3 separate regions of the Mus musculus genome follow, and all the other regions are linked to region 2. A link is a contact called in public Hi-C data. All regions are on one chromosome and are shown on one strand. The core of a region is the stretch at or near the end of the contact, and the rest is flanking DNA. Distances in the headings are between cores, read along the strand shown.

Region 1 (3,724 bases), core at 63-2,562, 140 kb after region 2:
GGCCACTGCTTCACAAGCAACTGAGAAAGGGTAGCTCCTGGAGATGATGATACTGTTGACTGACCTGGGACCTAATACATCCGACTGTGCTTTTCTTTATGTCTATTACACCTAATGGTTTGTTTTGGTTTTTGAGGATTTTGCAATGTATCCCAGGCTAACCTTAAACTGGAGATCTCCTGTCTCTGCCTTCTAAATGCTAAAATGATATGTCTTAAGAGAAAGCAGGGAAAGGCTGATATTTTTAGTTTTAAAATCACCTATATTCCAGAAACAACTGCTTTCAATACTTTTAAGTTATTTCCCTGTCTTCTGAAGCAGGTATGCTTGGCTCATCCACCCTCTTAAGAATGTCAAGGGCAATTTTCTGAGGAACATCCTTAGTGAGGTAACCCAATCACAAAAGAAGTCATTAGATATGCACTCACTGATAAGTGGATATCAGCCCAGAAACATAGAACACCCAAGATACAATTTGCAAAACACAAGAAAATCAAGAAGAGGGAAGACCAATGGGTGGATACTTCATTCCTCCTTCTAATAGGGAACAAAATACCCATGAAAGGAGTTACAGAGACAAAGTTTGGAGCTAAGACGAAAGGATGGACTTTCCAGAGAATACCCCACCCAGAGATCCATCCCATAATCAGCCACCAAACCCAGACATTATTGCATATGCCAGCAAGATTTTGCTGAAGGGACCCTGTCATAGCTGTCTCATATGAGTCTATGCCAGTGCCTGGCAAATACAGAAGTGGATGTTCACAGTCATCTATAAAATGGAACACAGGGCCCCCAATGGAGAAGCCAGAGAAAGCACCCAAGGAGCTGAAGGGGTCTGCAACCCTATAGGTGGAACAACAATATGAACTAACCAGTACCCCCAGAGCTCATGTCTCTAGCTGCATATGTAGCAGAAGATGGCCTAGTTGGCCATCATTGGGAAGAGAGGCCCCTTGGTACTGCAAACTTTATATGCCCCAGTACAGAGGAATGTCAGGGCCAAGAAGTGGGAGTGGGTGGGTAGGGGAGGAGGGCAGAGGGAGGGTATAGGGAACTTTCGGGATAGCATTTGAAATGTATATAAAGAAAATATCTAATAATAATAAAAAGAATGTCAAGGGCATTTTTTTAAAATATCTATGTTCGTTTTCCATTTCCCTCAAGAAATGGTGCACCAATTTTGCAGAGGAATTGCTATGGTGTGAGAGCTCCTTGTGGCTCAGCCCAGGTCCGAATGGCTTATTACTTGTGATCATCTTAAGACGACGCGGCTTTAAAGCAAGACGGAGGAACCCGCCATTTTCAGCAGCACTAGGCCACGTTAGGCTGCGGGCCCGTGGCCCTGGCTCGCCTCTCCAAGGGGAAGCCTCTGGAGGATTCTGTAGCGTTCGGGGAAGCCCAGGTACCAGGTCCCTAGGGGCCCCGCACTGCCCGGTTGCCAAGGGAACCGCCACGCGCCGCTGTGCCCGCCGACTAGCGGGTGTGTGAGAGGCCAGCGGGCAGGCCAGGCATGGAGCTGCCGGACCCTGTTCGCCAGCGCCTGAGCAACCTCAGCCTCACCGTGTTCGGCGACTCCAGCCGCACCGGGCCAGAGTCCAGTGATGCGGCCGGTGAGTGGCGAGGGCGCAGGCCCACGCGGGGGTGTGGCTCGCGGGCGGGAGGCCGCACAGGCCGTGCCCGGGTGAAAGATGGCTGCTCCGGCTTCAGCCAGGGCTCTGTGCCCCGGGAGAAACCACGGCCCTGCGGCGGACCCGGGAGACCACGCGCTTCCGCCGCCGCAGCTACTGCACCCGGTGGCGCGGTCGCCGAGCGGATCAGGATGCGGATCAGGAACGCCTTCTTCCCCACGCGGGTCCCCGCTGAGTCCCCAGCGTGACAGCCGCCGGCTCACACAAAACCGGGCTGTGTCCAAACCCCTCCTAGCAGAGCAAGACCGGCTGCTGCCAAACCGACAAGGCCTTCCTCTGCCTGTTCCTTCTTTCTCCCTGTATAAAAAACTCTCCTCCCGAAATCTAAAAACGAAATACCAACGAGTTAACTCCAGCTTCTGCCTCCTCAATCAGGAGGACAGCATACATGGTTGTCTCCTTTGAAATCAAGGAATTGGAAATCCTTTCGATGGCTTGGTTTGGGCTTTCTTATTTTTATTTTTATTTCTTAAATAGGGCATTGAAAAGCAAACCACTTGCCATCATTGCATGTTGTCACCTTGGTCATTCGTGTAATTTACGCTATATGGAGAAAAGCCTGTAAAATTAGGATTTCGTGTTTCCGATTCAAAGTGTGAGCCGTACGGGGCACTAAAATCGAATAATACAAAGTCTCTGGGAAAAAAAGTGTGTGTGGGGGGGGCGGGGGTGACATTTGTTCTGAAGTTCTTTAGAGCCTCAGCAGCCTAGATAGTCGTGATGGTGTGGACAGCAATAGAACTAGGTAAAGACATCAGCCCTGTAATTTCTTATGGTTCTTACGTGTCAGAAAATATTGTTTTCCCAGACATTCAAACGTGAGAAAAGCTGTTTAAGTTCACTGTCTCTGCCAAGACAGGCAATTAATTGGTCAGAAAAATTTGTCTGACCAATTATATAATACTTAAATTTTATCTCATTACAGAACTTAACTGGAACTTTTGTAAAATTTAATGAACTCACACCTTGTGCCTTGTGGTTCCTCTTCATTTGGTCTGATTTTTCAATTGTATAAATTTGATGTGTTGAAGTATGGACATGAGCCTACATAAAATCAAAACCCTGACATTCTAAACAGCCACTCTTCTCAAGCTATATCCCCATAGCCTTTAAAACAAACAACAACAAAATTTATTTGGTTACAATGCAATCAAGAAGTACCTGGGCTATCCTGAAATTTTCTAAGTAGTCCAGACTGGCTTTGATCTTGAAATATTCCTGCTTCAGTCTCTTTGCAAAAAAAAAAAAAAAAGACTACAGTTTCTGCTCTAAAGGTTCTAAAAGTATCAGCTTAGCTAGTGTGTAATTACTTTCCTGTTTTCTTCTTGGCGAATCTGACTGTAAGATCACACCCACAATGGATCAAGAATTGTACTGTTGCCCAAAGTAAAATAATAATAATGAAAAAAATCCTAGTGGATTTTCCTTAGCGCTAACAAATTTTAAAAATTCCTAGCCCAGAGGTAGTAGTGCATGCCTGTACTCCCAGCACGCAGGGGCCGAGGCCAGCCTGGTCTTCAGATCAAGTTCCAGGAGAGCCAGGCCTTTACAAAGAACCCCGACTTGGAAAAAAAAAAATCATTCCTATATTTGGGATAATTTAAGAAGTCAAAGCAAGAAAAAGCAGACCACAATAGTCAGCCTTGCTCTTAAAACTTAATTTGCTTCTAGAGACCATGAATTTTTCATTAATTTATTTATTTTTATTTTATGTGCATTGGCGTTTATGCTTGTATGACTGCATGTATGCTTGTGTTACAGACAGTTGTGAGCTGCCATGTGGGTGCAAGATTTAAGTCCAGGACCTCTGGAAAAGCAGTCAGTGCTCTTACCCGCTGAGCCATCTTCCCAGCCTCCAACCCCATGATTGTTTTAAAAGTATTAAATGTCAATTAAAAAAAAAAAAAAAACTATGCAGAGAAAAACAAAAAACAGTCTCAAGGAATTTGTAATTTCTAAATTCTTACATTTAGAACAACCAATTTAAAATAAGAATGTAGTTAAATTTATAATGTATTTTTAGGGTTCAATTT
Region 2 (3,589 bases), core at 838-3,337:
GTATGTTAATCCTGATGTGCTTGCTACTAGGGTTTTTAAATTTTTATTATTATTATTTTTTCTGCCTTGTAGCTGTGGTTTAGGCGGCAGCAATAAATCAGAACAAAGGAATGAAGATATTGGGGCTTTAGGGAAAACATGTATTAGAAAAAAATTGGCTTGGCACTAAGGGCTGTATTGCATTAAGATGAATTTTAGAGATACAGGAGTAAGAAAATGCAGACAAATAAATTGTATAAATAATCTGAGAAATAGCAAGTCTGTACAGACCCCAAGTAACCCTGTAAGCTACCATCAGCAGGGCTTTCTAATTCCTGTCCAAACAGGTACACCGGAGTTAAATAAATAGCCAGGAGAAATGGGCACATGGCTAATGCTAAGAAAGTAGGAGGAGCAGATAAAGCTGTTTAAAATAGCCCCAAGGATTGGCATAATAGAAGCCAGTGTGGGGCCTGACATAGCATCTTCTGTGAATAGGGCTTTATTGCCACTTCAGGCACTGATAGCACAAACACATGCTAAGACAGCCAAAACCCAAGAGCCTCCCAGCACAACTCCTGCCTGAGAATGCACATCTCTGATCCAGGGAATTCACATTGGCAGCCTGAATGCAGGGGGCACAAGAAGAGGAGTTCAAATAAAGCTGGGGGTATGAATAGAGGACACCCTGTGGAAGGCTGATAGAAACAAGATGGGACAGCAGGACGCAGGGGAGTACAGAAGAATAGGAGGAGAAAAGGGCCTCTGCTTAGACTCTACCATGGTACCTGAGCTCAGAGAACCCTGTGTATTGGGAGAGATTTCGTTGTCAATGAAAGCTTCTACGTCTCTGTAGATGGCAACTGCTTTTGTGAGCCCTGAGCTTGCTTTTGTGGTCCACACATGCCTTTCTTGTTTCTAGTACTTTAACATGATCTGGTCCAAGCACACCTCACTGCAGATGGCAGACACTGTGACTATTCTTGTCCTCAATGTTTCCTAAGCCCTCTTCTTTTCTGCTCACTTGACTTTTCTATTCCCCGATTCTGTATCGCATCCTCCAGGCCCTGATCATCACTGGCCCCTCTACCACAATGGCATTTCCCTTATATTTTTTTCCTGTGCTTGGGGTTGAGCCCAGAGCCTTGTGCATGCTTGACAAGCTTTGCAAATTCCCCTCCTAAGTTACTCCAGCAAGGTATACTGACAATACATCTGTGATAAAATACTAGTAGTTGTCTCTGGTTGGTAGTAACCTGAATAATGGCTACATTATCCCAGTCAGCCTAGCTGAGCTCTTGTATTATCCTTAAAAATGATACCTGAAATAGGGGCACACACCTTTAATTCCAGAACCTGGTAGAATGAGGCAGGTGAATTGGAAGTTTAAGGCAGCCTAGAATATGTCTCAATAAATAGATAAGAAGAAAGTGGAAATCAAAAGACAACTAGCAAAATGCAGTTCTCTTCTACTGTATGACTTGCGGGGATTGCACTCAGGCTTGGCAGCAGGTACCTGTACCTTCTGAACCGTCTTGCCAGCCCTGCCTTTACCTCTTAATCAATGAAGAACAATGCATGGACTTTGACTTCAAAATTCATGACAAACTGAGTGGTTAAATGTAAAGTTAGATAACAGGAGAAAGATACAATTAGTAACAGAGAATTTACACATCAGCCCATGGTTTCTGGAAAAACAAAAGAATGGTGATTGGTGGAAAAATTCAGAAGTAGATGAGAAAGACCACCTCTAGCTAAGGAGGTCTGGGCATATTTGTCAGTCAATGATTTAGGCTTAAGCTCTGTGGGGTCTCTAAGATTCTGCCTTAGACAATGGAAAAGGCGAAAATGTTTTACAGCTCAGGTACTGGTGTGCAGCTGCCCAGCACCCAGAGAGGTAACGCCCACCCTTTATGCCTAGCTCTCACTGTGGCTTTCTGTGTTTTTCATGTGGAGTGATGTGTATCCCCACGATCTTGAACAACATTCTGGGTGAATCTAAACTCTTAACAGTGTATTTCTTGGCTTGAGGATGGACAGCGAGATCCTGTTTGCAGGTCTGCGTGAGCAGCTGAAGCCTGTGCTGCCCAGCCAGACTGCGGCTAACACATCCTCTGGGCAAAGGCTACTTTCATTTTAATACTGCGCTGTCAGTACTTTCTGATTTGTCCTCCCACCACGTTCCCTCTTCCAAATCTCTCTTGCATAAATGATTTACTATTTATCCCTAAAGCCGAAGATTTTATGCCTTGTCTCTTCCGATAAGAGGATACTGTGGCTGCTTTCCTTTTGTGTTGTGGATGGTTTTTATTTTGTTAATTCACAGTTCAGCAGAGTAGCTAGTTCAGTGAAGAACAGGAAACGTAAAGGTTCAGCCACTGCCATGGCTAAGACAGTCAATCTCCCCCAGCCCATTATTAATACTACTCTGTTGAATTTGCTCTTCTAGCGTAAGTTAGCAAAGTGTGTTTCTTAAAATAGGTTTTTACATGTTCTTAGCTCTCCAAACTAAACGCATTAACGACAGGGCACTTAAGGTACTTAAGATTAAGTTAAGAATGGAAACTTTTAAGTCTTAAAGGATGGGTTTTTTTTTTTTTCATTTAAAAAAAATGGAAGCAATTCTTTCTGGATGTACCCTCATGTAGGAATGCAGAGTTCTATATTTAAGATGGGATTATGAGATTTAAATTTCTCTCCAGTTTCTTTTTTTAACTCTTTTTTTATCATATTCTTTAAAATTTATAAAATATTATAACAATAAAAATGAGTATTATAAAAGTTGTTTGATATAAAACAACAATCAATTGAACAGTCTTCTGTAGATGTTTGTCTACAGCAATACTGAAAATACATGATTTTCTTAATATAAATTTCAAATAACTCCAAATATATTAACTGTATGATATTTTAAAATAATATATCACTATTAGTTTTTTAACGTATATAATAGATAAAGCCTTTTTGTTTGTTTGTTTGTTTGTTTTGTTTTTAGTAGAGCTTAAAATCTTGTCTCTTACTGTGGTACAAACACTAAATAAGAAGAGTTTTTGGACATTGGAGTTCATTGTAATAAGACTGTACTTGAATGTCCCTCACATCACCAAAGGATTTTACCTCCATAGTAGATAAGCTAAGAGTTGACAATTCTGCTGTGCCAAGGAATGAATTGTAGACACGATTTTTGGATACAGATTTCCTGCTCTGGTCAAAGCTATTTGACTTGAGTGATTGTCGTCCTTCTCAGCCCACAGGGAACAGATTATATTCATTTAAGAAATGATGTCTGTATTAATATGGTCTATCCATGAAGTCATTCAACAACTGTTTCAATGAACAATGGTTCTGCTTGGAGGGTGGCACAGACTTCAGGTGAGGGTAAAATTCTGGTTCATTGGCTGTGATGATTTTAAAAAGCATTCATCTCAGAATAAGAGTAACTTATAAAGTCCTATTCTTCAAAATTGATACAATAATTATAAATATCAAGCAAAGCCTTCAGTCTCACTCTGTGCTGTTCTTTTACAAGCCACCTCCCAAATTAATTGTCTACATTTCTTTTGGCTGTGTGAATAATTTTGAAATATATAAACTGTTCTGAAAACCATGG
Region 3 (3,416 bases), core at 735-3,234, 130 kb before region 2:
ACTGGGAATTAAGCTTTAAATTAAAAAGGCAAATGTGCCTTATTATGTACTACCTAATTTAACAGTCAGTATAATGACTTATCTGAGTGTCAGTTTTAAATTTCCTTATTTAGCTATTATACATAATTTATAAAACATTTCCATAAATGTACACTCTATCTATACACACACACACATATATATGCTGTTATAAGCTTAACATATCAGTTCTCATAAACTGTTATCCACCTCCAATGTTCCAAGAAAAAAAAAACATAAATTCTAAAGTACAGTAACCTCTGAGGGTCAGGATTCCAGGATTGTCCTTGTACACAAAACCCACAGATGCTTAAGATTTGTATAAATGGTGTACTGTTTCTATATGACCTGTGCACTTGTTCCCCTGCATTTTAAATCATCTCTAGACATTTAAAATACCCACATACTATAACATGGGGGCTGTGTAAGTACTTCTTATTCTACTATACTGTTTAGGGAATAATGAGGAAAGTTTTAGATATGTTCAAGACTGGTGCTTTTTTTTTTTTCCTTTTTTTTTTTTTTCCTTTGAGACAGGTTTCACAAAGACCAGACTGGGTAACTCCTAAATACAGAGAGCTGACTGTATAAAGGAAGATCTCAAAGAACATTAAAACTAAGAAATAAATAGAATAAAAAGTAATTTCTTCTAGAATACACTACCTTCTAAGAAAATTAATCTGTAGCCTCAAGTTTATATTTTATTACCTAGACTCAAACAGGATCTGGTACCATATAAGAAAGAATCTTTCATAAAAATTCTTTCAATTGTCATATGCCATTAAATAAACAAAGTTTATTTACTATCAAAGATGAGTATATTCTGAAGTGACCTACAACCTAAAGTATTTTATTATATTTATTGTATTCCATAACTCTTATAGAATAATTGCTAGCTAAGTGTCAAATGAAATAAAGTGCTTACAGTGTCCACTCTAAAGACTACTGATATAGTCACATCCCTCTATTACACTTAAAGGACAACTTTATTCTGGCCAACTCCACAAAAGCTGTAGATGCAATGAGAAGTACTGTGTCCATTCTTAGAACTCCTCCTCACATGTGAATAAGACAGTATTCACATTATAATGCCCCCAAACTACAGATATGTGTCTTGAAAAAATACTGTTCATGATGTGAATCAGCTTCAATTCCTATATTGCTGGCCCCTATATTGCTGGCAGGGGTGTTTGGCAATTTCTGGTATGTGTGCATGTATATGTATGTGTGTTGAGTGTGCACACATACTCTAGTGGGTGTGTTGGGAAACAATACTATGCAAAGTTGTATGGGCATACATGTAAGGAGGCTAAAGGCTGCGGCCAGGTATCTTCCCTATCACTCTCTACCTACTTAAACAAGGATTCTAGCAGTTAACACTGACAGAAGTAAAAAAAAAAAAAAAAAAAAAAAAAGACTATATACTCAGGGGACTGAGTAATTAACTAACTTGTAGTATATTCACAGAATGGAATACTATTCAGCAATAAAGCAATAAACTACAAATGAAAACAAAGCATGAACACATTGCAAAAACATGATGCTAGGCAAAGAAGACCACACATAAAACAGTTTTACTATGTAAAATTATATAGAACACTATTATACAAATATACAGTGCTATACAAATATACTACTGTAATATTTTTGCATGAAATTCAAAAATAGGTAAATTAGTCTTTATTGACAGAAAAATCAAAATAGTGATGGCCTCTGAGGGCTGGAAATTGCCTGGAAAAGACACAAAAATGTTATGCTGATAGCAATCTATACTTTGACAGGAGTACTATTTATGCAAGTATCAGAATATATACATCATATTTATTATGTATGTAAACTGTGGTGGCTTGAATAAGAATGGCCTATAGGCTTACATATCTGAGTGCTTAGTCACCAGGGAGCAGCTCAGGGTGGGACTGGGAAGCCTGGCCTTGTTGGAAGAAGTGCATCAATGCAGGGCAGGGGTGCTCTGAGGTTTCAAAGGGCCAAGCCCAGCTCAGTGTCTCTCCTCTCTTCCTCCAGCACTATGTCCTTGCCAGCAGGCTCCCAGCCATGATGATAATGGACTAAACTTCTGAAACTACAAGCAAGCCCCAATTTAAATGCTTTCTTTCATAGAGTTGCCATGGTCATGGTGTCTTGAATAACTAAGGTTTGATGAATTTTGCACCCTTAAGTTTTAGCTTAATAAAAATAAAACTGGAGGCCAGATATAATGGCACACACTTGTAATCCCAGCCCTTCGGAGGCACAAAAGGGAAGATCACAAATTCTAAGTCAGCCTAAAATACAAAATGAGCCCTGTCTCAAAAACAAACAAAACCACCTTGAAAGGGTACTTTTAGTAAGTTTTTAAAATTTCAATTATCATCTAACAAACTTTTCTTAATAGCAGTCTATCTATAGGAAAACAAACTAACCTCTAATAAATATGCATACAGCTGTATGCTTACGAAAATAAAATTATCTACAGAACAAGATGTTTAAAATTCTATTCTAGTCTCCATGTATGATACTATCAGTACAAAGAAAAACAAATCAAAATCTTCAAAAAAGTCCACTCCTCCTCCCCTGCAATCCAGCATGAACTCAGAAAGTTGGCCACTCGTTAAGAACACTGAGCTCTTCCTCGACAAATTTTTAAGTGGTGACTGTTCAGAGGAGACTAACCTTGGAAGACTTCCTTCGGCTTCTTCTTGTCCAAACAACCACCAGTTTATCTGGTTGCCTATCAAATTAAAAAACAAAGAAAGAAATTAAGTATAATTCATCTTAAACAAGATTATTAAAGTTTAGTTCTAGTACCTTTAAAGGACAAAAGTGGCCTGGGGTGACTCCACAAGTGAAAAGTTTTCCACACAAGCACAGGAACCCGATCTCCATCCCTAGCACTGAGATTAAAACCTGGATGTGGCAGTGTGTCCTGGAACTCCAGGTAAGGGCAGAGACAGGAGGATTCCAGGAGCTACCAGCCAGCCTAGTCAAAATGATGAGTGCAGGTTCCATGAGAAGCCTGTGTAAAAACTAAGATAAAGACCCCAAAAACTGGCCTCTGCTTCCCACTCGAGCATGCAGGTGAGCGAGCACATGTGCATAAGACCCTCATGTACACCCCTCACGCAGACACACAAAAAAGGACAAAAGTGTTTACTACTTTAGATTCCACAAAGCAGTTAAGCTCCAGTTCTATTCCTAAGTACAGTAGATGCTAAATTCAGATATGATCTCATTGAAGTAACTAGTATTTCCTCTAGAAACTTTTCTTTAAAAGTAATACCAAATCAATTCGAGAGGCTAACCAAATGAAATGCAATAGTTAGCCCATATCTGAGCCCTCCTACAGTGCCTCACTTCTCACACATTATCCCTTTCAACTTCGAGAAAGAAACATTCTACAG

What was found. A called contact is a pair of places that touch in the nucleus more often than the background predicts.
Region 1: a contact with region 2 is called in a Hi-C map of liver, with 2.2 times the contacts expected there. The contact joins the promoter of Tmem17 here to the enhancer-like site in region 2. A contact is called at or near these places in 3 of 39 promoter capture datasets (the 3T3-L1 cell line and liver), 5 of 484 Hi-C or Micro-C datasets (the HL-1 cell line and liver), 4 of 115 datasets of contacts at active chromatin or transcription factors (bone marrow-derived macrophages, embryonic stem cells and neural progenitor cells) and 2 of 9 other capture datasets (adipose tissue and pancreatic islet).
Region 3: a Hi-C map of uterus shows a contact between it and region 2, with 3 times the contacts expected there. The contact joins two enhancer-like sites. A contact is called at or near these places in 4 of 484 Hi-C or Micro-C datasets (the C2C12 cell line, myocytes, nephron progenitors and 1 more).

What each region holds. Positions count from the first base shown.
Region 1 is chr11:22,510,971-22,514,694 of GRCm38.p6, forward strand. It overlaps Tmem17 (transmembrane protein 17), which reads left to right and starts at 1,313. Exons shown (of 4, transcript NM_153596.3): 1 at 1,313-1,613. The coding sequence starts at 1,514.
Region 2 is chr11:22,374,729-22,378,317 of GRCm38.p6, forward strand. No RefSeq gene overlaps it. Among named protein-coding and RNA genes, the nearest start is that of Gm39609, 67 kb to the right of the region's middle. Within about 2 kb of position 2,088, at least 22 of the 459 cell types and tissues checked have an H3K27ac peak or open chromatin away from gene starts, as enhancers often do. A contact at or near this core is called in adipose tissue, liver and uterus, where this site is marked.
Region 3 is chr11:22,245,282-22,248,697 of GRCm38.p6, forward strand. Ehbp1 (EH domain binding protein 1) reads right to left here. Exons shown (of 25, transcript NM_153078.4): 3 at 2,689-2,746. Among named protein-coding and RNA genes, the nearest start is that of Ehbp1, 40 kb to the right of the region's middle. Within about 2 kb of position 1,985, at least 32 of the 459 cell types and tissues checked have an H3K27ac peak or open chromatin away from gene starts, as enhancers often do. A contact at or near this core is called in uterus, where this site is marked.